2 separate regions of the Zea mays genome follow, and region 2 is linked to region 1. A link is a contact called in public Hi-C data. All regions are on one chromosome and are shown on one strand. Each heading gives the region's core, a stretch centred on a gene start, on an enhancer-like site or on the middle of the called end of the contact. The rest is flanking DNA. Distances are from core to core; before and after follow the strand shown.

What was found. Hi-C and Micro-C count contacts between places; a contact is called where the count stands out from the background.
Region 2: a contact with region 1 is called in a Hi-C map of ear, with 1.9 times the contacts expected there. The contact joins two enhancer-like sites. A contact is called at or near these places in 2 of 25 Hi-C or Micro-C datasets (ear and tassel).

Annotation. Positions count from the first base shown.
Region 1 is chr8:36,106,188-36,109,527 of Zm-B73-REFERENCE-NAM-5.0, reverse strand. No RefSeq gene overlaps it. Among protein-coding and RNA genes, the nearest start is that of LOC100285091, 160 kb to the right of the region's middle. Within about 2 kb of position 2,012, at least 2 of the 20 cell types and tissues checked have an H3K27ac peak or open chromatin away from gene starts, as enhancers often do. A contact at or near this core is called in ear, where this site is marked.
Region 2 is chr8:36,369,313-36,372,571 of Zm-B73-REFERENCE-NAM-5.0, reverse strand. No RefSeq gene overlaps it. Among protein-coding and RNA genes, the nearest start is that of LOC103635069, 61 kb to the left of the region's middle. Within about 2 kb of position 1,896, at least 15 of the 20 cell types and tissues checked have an H3K27ac peak or open chromatin away from gene starts, as enhancers often do. A contact at or near this core is called in ear, where this site is marked.

The sequences.
Region 1 (3,340 bases), core at 763-3,262:
GTGGGTGGGAAAGCGGCGGCGGCACTCCCCTTAGACCGAGTGATGGCGTCACTCCCGAGGCGGACGGGCAAGTGGTGAGAACGCTCCCGAAGCGGGCGAGCGGCGGCAGCGCACCCTAGGCGTGGAGGCGACGGCGGTTGCGTGAGGTGAGGTAGGCTTCGGCAGCAGCTGTGGCGGCCACAAGAGACGCGGGTGGCTCCAGGAGTCGCGCGAGGCATGGTCATCTCTGGCAATGGCAGCCTCATGAGGCATGGGTGGTTTGGCGTCCTTCGATGACCAACTCATCTGATCCGGTGGCCACAGTAGCATCCTCCTCCGATGATCTCCTCCAATTATTTGTTTATGCATGCGGCTGTTGGTTGAGCCCATACTAAGATTTCTTTCATAAATTATGATGTACGGAGTAGGTATTTATACAACTTCCTGTAACGATTTATGCTTTGCACGATATCATTCAAAAATTTTGCATGTGCGCAACTTTTGCATGTATGCTTTGGGAACGAAAATACCATTCAAAATTTGTGCGCGTGCAATGAGAACTCCCACCTGCCATAACTTTCAAATCTGCATAAAAATAAGAACTTCATGCATGTGTCAAGTTGTTGTCATATTGTTTAGATATGCCAAAAATAGGCCCGCAAGCATGCATTTGGTGGGGACCCGCCAGAATGCATGTTCCTGATGGAGGGACGACATACAATCGCATACATATTTTTATGTCAGTTTGTATTCATATCTATGCCAACATCAAGAGGTTTGCAACAACTTTCAGGTTGGATCAGTATTTTACGCTCATAACTTCACGTTTTTACGCTTAAAATTGAAGGTTTTACGCTCGAAGATGGAGATGCGTCCAACAGTGAACCATATGCCAGATTTTTACGTAGTGTACCACATTGCTTAAATATCTACACCGTGTAGCATAAATAGTATTAATATATATATAATAAACTGGTTCTAACGAACCTAATTGCATGCTTGTTTAAGCGATCCTATATTTATGAAGAAAATAAAGCATTTAAATAAGATCCTTTTTCCATGCATGACAATCTATTTTCTTTCATCGCACAATTCGGCCATCCTAAATTTATGTGCATGCAGCAGGAAAGAAATTTTTACCCAGTGTACCGAATTGCATATATACATACACCATGTAGCATAATTAGTATAAGTATATGTCATAAACTAGTTCTAATGAGCTTAGCTGCATAGCTGTAGAAGCGATCATATATTTATGGAGCCATCCAATTTTTGCGCGAATGCAGTGGAAACGAAAATGTCATCCAAAATTTGCGCACATGCAATGGAAACTCCCACAAGCTCCCATAATTATCGGATCTACCATAAAAATAGGATTTGCATGTATGCATCTGCGCGCGTGGACGTGGTTCAGTGGCTGGGCGGGGATTTATGCTATCTCTATGAAATATTTACGATATTTTTGTGAACTATTTACACTATTTGGGCAAAAAACATAACACAATTTTTGTCGTGCGTCCCACGCGGGGGTGGGTGTTGGACCGGAGGACATAATTCCTTATAAATCCCACGCATGCAGTCAGTTGCAACCTACGTAAAAAACACCCACTAATTGCGTGCATGCACGTCCAGATCGTGCGCGTGGGTGACGTCGAGACCACACCTATCATGGACGTGGGGGCACGGGCGGTCGGGCTAGCATAAGGAGGGTGGCATGGGCGGTCGGCCTGGTACGGGAGACTGGCTGACCCGGGCTTCTTGATACCTATTGGAAGCCTAGGGCTCCCAATATCCCCTCTCTCTATATAAAGTTTCTATTTAGATGTGGTGAGTGCAATATTACTGAATGACTATTACTGATGATCCATATCATCTACTTAGTAACTATTACCATGTTATTTCTGACTATTACTGAGTGACTATTACCTCTGTTGTTGTCTGACACCCATTTGTTTCTTGCTCCTTTGTATCTGTTACGTGCCCTAAGTCTGCTGGTGATTGAGCAACATCTGTTTGTCCTACCTCTGCATGAGGTGTGTGTGCTCCAGCTGAGTAGGCATCTAGTGTGCCCACTTATGCTGGTGCCTTCTCTACTTGCACCAATCATTGTGCACTACCATCGGTCTCTCGATTCATGGCGGGTTCAGTCAACTCAACAAAAACATCTATGGTACCCTGATCCATGGGAGGTCCCTCCTTTGTTGGTGCCTATACACTTTCATGTTGTTGGACATCAATGCCTCCTCCTGTCTGTACGACGTGTTCTGGTAGTGGCTCTGCTACAACAAATTCAATAGGTTCACCTGTGGTAGCCTGTTCCGTTTGAGCTTCCTCCTCTAGTGATGCAGGAGCACTGTCATATTGCTGGAGGTTTGTGCATCCTTCAGTGGTTCGCAACCTTCTGGGGGTGGCGACTGATCTACTTCTTGTGGAGGTGGCGTTTGTGCCTCCGACCTAGGTGAGTGGTATTTTTGGCTCGGTCTGTATCAGATAATCTAGACGGTTGCCTTCTATCTGTAGTCGTTGTTGGTCTCATGCCCCTATTTGTAGCAGCCTTTCGACAAATTTTACCACGAGTTCCTCTAATAAATCTGGTCAAAACACCACGCGCAACACATACAATAGCAGGTTGTGGTGCCCTAACATCAATAAGCCCAGGATCACGGCTGGTAGAGTATATTGTCTTCTCAACATCCCTAAACTATTAATTTGCACGAAATAAACAATATAAGAAAAGCTTGTATAAAAACACACTATGAAAAAAGCAATCGTGAAAAACTGAAAAAATACAATTACTGCCACTACTGACTATTACTCATACTATGAAACTTGATGCATAGCTGTTCAAAATACCACTACTAACTAATATTGAGAGTAGGTAGTGAGTATTACTGTCACTACTAAAATATTACTAAGACTAGGTAGTAAGTATTACTACACTGCTAACTATTATTGAGACTATAAAACTAGATATATAATTAGTCAGAGCACCACTACTAACTATTACTGAGAGTAGGTAGTGAGTATTACTGCCACTACTAACTATTACTGAGACTATAAAAACTTAATGCATAATTATTTGGAATAATATTAACTATTACTGAGAGTAAGTAGTGAGTATTACTACCACAGTAGAAATATTTTATAAGACTAGGTAGCAAGTGTTACTGTCATGGCTAACTATTACTGAGACTATAAAACTTGAAACACAATTATTCAGATCACTACTGCTAGCTATTACTGAGACTAGGTAGGGAGTATTACAGCCACTATTAACTATTATTAAAACTATAAAACTTGATACATAATTGTTCAGAATACCACCAAAAACTATTACTGAATCTAGGTAGTGAGTATCACT
Region 2 (3,259 bases), core at 647-3,146, 260 kb before region 1:
TTCATCATCACTATAACATGATGAGGAGCCACTTGTGGAATCGATATCGATGAGCCAATCACCAACAATATAAGTTTTCTACCCTTTTTCTTATGGAATTGTCTTCTCTTACCATCTCTTTTCTTGAATCCCTTTTTATTCTTTTTGTCATATTCACTTACATAATCCATCTTGCCCTTGAACTTGTTATTCTTGGGCTTGGCGCATTGATGATTGAGATGGCCTATCTCATCACAATTGTAGCAATCCATCTCGAATATGGGTCTTCTCTTGCTACTTGTGAAGAAATTCTTTATTAAGTAAAATTTTATGCCTTCTTGAGTATTTGGTGGTCTTCTTTGCCATAAATGCAAGCTTCACATCATCAATATCATCATCGCTTGAGCTCTCATCTACTTGCACTTTAGATTTGCCCTTCTCATGATTAGATTTGAGAGCCAAATGCTTTTTCTTGTTTGAAGAAGAGCAATCTTTATCATGGATGTGCATTTACATCTCATGAGCATTGATCTTCCCTAATATTTGAGTCGGTGTAGTAGTGTAAAGATAAATTTGGTGAAACATGATGATGGTGTGGTTGTATTTCTCGATTGGGAGTACACTTAATATTTTTCTCACAACATCTAGTTGGATGAGTTATGTGAGTCCCAATCCATTCACTTCCTCTGTTAGGACATCCAAGTGTGTGCACATATCATTAGAATTTTCATGATGGAGTATTTCAAAAGAATTTAATTTCTTCATGACTATCTGATAACACTCCTCATGTGTGCTCTTGTTCCCTTCATGTATCACATAGATGTCAAACCAAACAACATGAGTGTCTTTGTGGTTACGTACTCTATTGAATATCCCCTTGCAAAGGCTTCTAAAAGGTTGTTTTTGGCCTTTGCATTTCAGTTTTCATAATAGATTTAAGCTATAACTAGGTTAGTGGTATCCTTAGGTTTTGGAAGCTTTTGTGTAGTGGATCTAAAGACTCCTATATCAATAGCCTCAAGGTAAGATACCATAAGAATTTTCCAATATATAAAATTGTCACACTCAAAGAAATGATGAGGTCCATCCCTGCTGCTAGGCATCATAACTCGAAGCGATTAAGCTTGAACCAATGAGCAGAAGGTTGTGGTACCAATTGAAAGGATCATAATGCCTAAGAGGGGAGTCGAATGAGATTCTCTATTTTTTTTTTTTTGCCAAACATAAGTCATAATTGTAAGCCTGTAAAGGATATGTACCAGTGGTATTTACATACAACTTTGTAAAAGAAGACCACGACGTCTGGGCCCACGAGCTCGGCCAAGTGCTTAGGAATTCGGCCCAAATAGCCATGGAAAGAATCCATACGTCAGGAAGTTTTAGGAAGATAAAGATAGCGAAGATCCTATTAGATCAAGATGTATGATCCATATTCATCTAGATATATAGTAAAATTCTGGTAGGATAAGCAACAAACATATGGACCAACGAGGAGCTAAATATGATAGGCGGATTTACAGAATTATGTATTCATTTCTCCACCTCGTCTAATAATATTCTCTCACATCAATATAATACGGGTACAGTACATGGTAGACGCTGTGGGCCTGTGGCAGAATGTCTTGTGCCAATGTCTCCCGCCCCCGCTGCGCAGTCCAGTGAGTCAGTGAGCTAACTTGACGCTGATTAATCCGGCGGCCTGCCCGGCCCGAGGAGAGGACCCCACAGGCTCCAACTGTGCAAAGCTTTTGCTGTCGATTCCGAGCGACATGCTCAGAGAACACCTGCACGACCACGTTCTCTCTCGCAGTCGCAGGCTCGACACATGCTCCCTTCCTTGCTTGCGCTGTCATCGTTCTGATGCTGACCTGTGTTGTCTTCGAGACCGCGATCGAGTGCTTGTCGGGTCCCACCGTTCAGCGTCACACAGAGTTGCCCCGTGAACTCACCTTCACTCGCTCGTCAGAGAATGGGTGCCATTGGGTGGGCGTAGGTAGCAAAGCAAGCTGCACTGCTGACTGGGCCTGCTGGCATCGAGCACCATGCAGATGCAGTAGATGTTCCTCAAAAGGATAGACTCTGAGCCAATCGCTTGAGCCCCCATACACACGTCACATGACTCGAGACTGAAATGATGTTAAAAAAGTGTCCAATGTATTCCAGATTGTTAGGCACCGTACGTCTCACAGTGAAGCAATTAGTAGAAACTCAAACACGTGATCAGGATCAGTGGTCCAGACCAAAGCTTCATAACTACGGGTGACAATGGGCCTCAAATTTTACACTATAAAACTTAAGGATCGAATCGGATTAGAATCGGGCTTTATTTCTATTCATTTTTGAACTATAAATAATTTAGGGTCTAACAAATTGTGAAGAGGCATTTGGATCGCGATCTATTACCACTCCTATTCATACCCTACTAGTCGATACAATATTTTATTGCAAGTCACGAAACCACAGGAACCACGGTCGATGCAAAATGGTGTTCACAACAATGTAGTCCCACAAAACGTCCACCGAAGAGATCTAGATTGGCAGCGAGAAATCAGTTAGACGCTTCAAGAAAAAAATTGATCGTCCGGCACATCCGAGAAAGTATCGCAGATGCAGGTGTATGGTTCTGAAGGCTTGTTCTCCCCCAACTCATGTGCACACATGAATTGGACATGAAAACTACAAAGCAACATCAATAGAAAAACAATGGTACTTCATATGTACGTATGTTCAAACGATGCCAGGAAAATGGACCGACCGTGGCACTGGACTAACATTGTTTGCTAGTGTTTATGGATATTATTATTCAAAGGATGCAATGTGGACTTAGACTAAGGTAAGATGATGGCCCGAATAATCAAATACCTTAAGCACGAAGGTCACAAAGTTACAAAGAGAAGTAAGGGTTTCATCACGCATCGGGATGCCTTATGGGGCGTCGGATCATACGACCGAGCTAATCCTAGTCGATAGATAGTAGGAACATCAGACTTAGTGTTGGACCATAATGGTCTAAGTGTACACACAAAGAGGTGCATCGAACTAAGTGTCGGACTCACAGTGCAGATGGTGTTGGAACAAACGGTTAGACTGTTTACACTCAAAGGAGCTTTAAACTGATCATGTGTAGAAGTCTTGGACCATCAGAGATGGAGTTCAATGGTCACTAGAAAGGTTCCTAAAAGAAAAAAGGAGTGTCGAACAAGTCTGACGATAGGCGTCAGACAATATGCCACATGGGTCTGCTCTAATGGTCGAAAACAGTTAGTGCTAAAACTATATT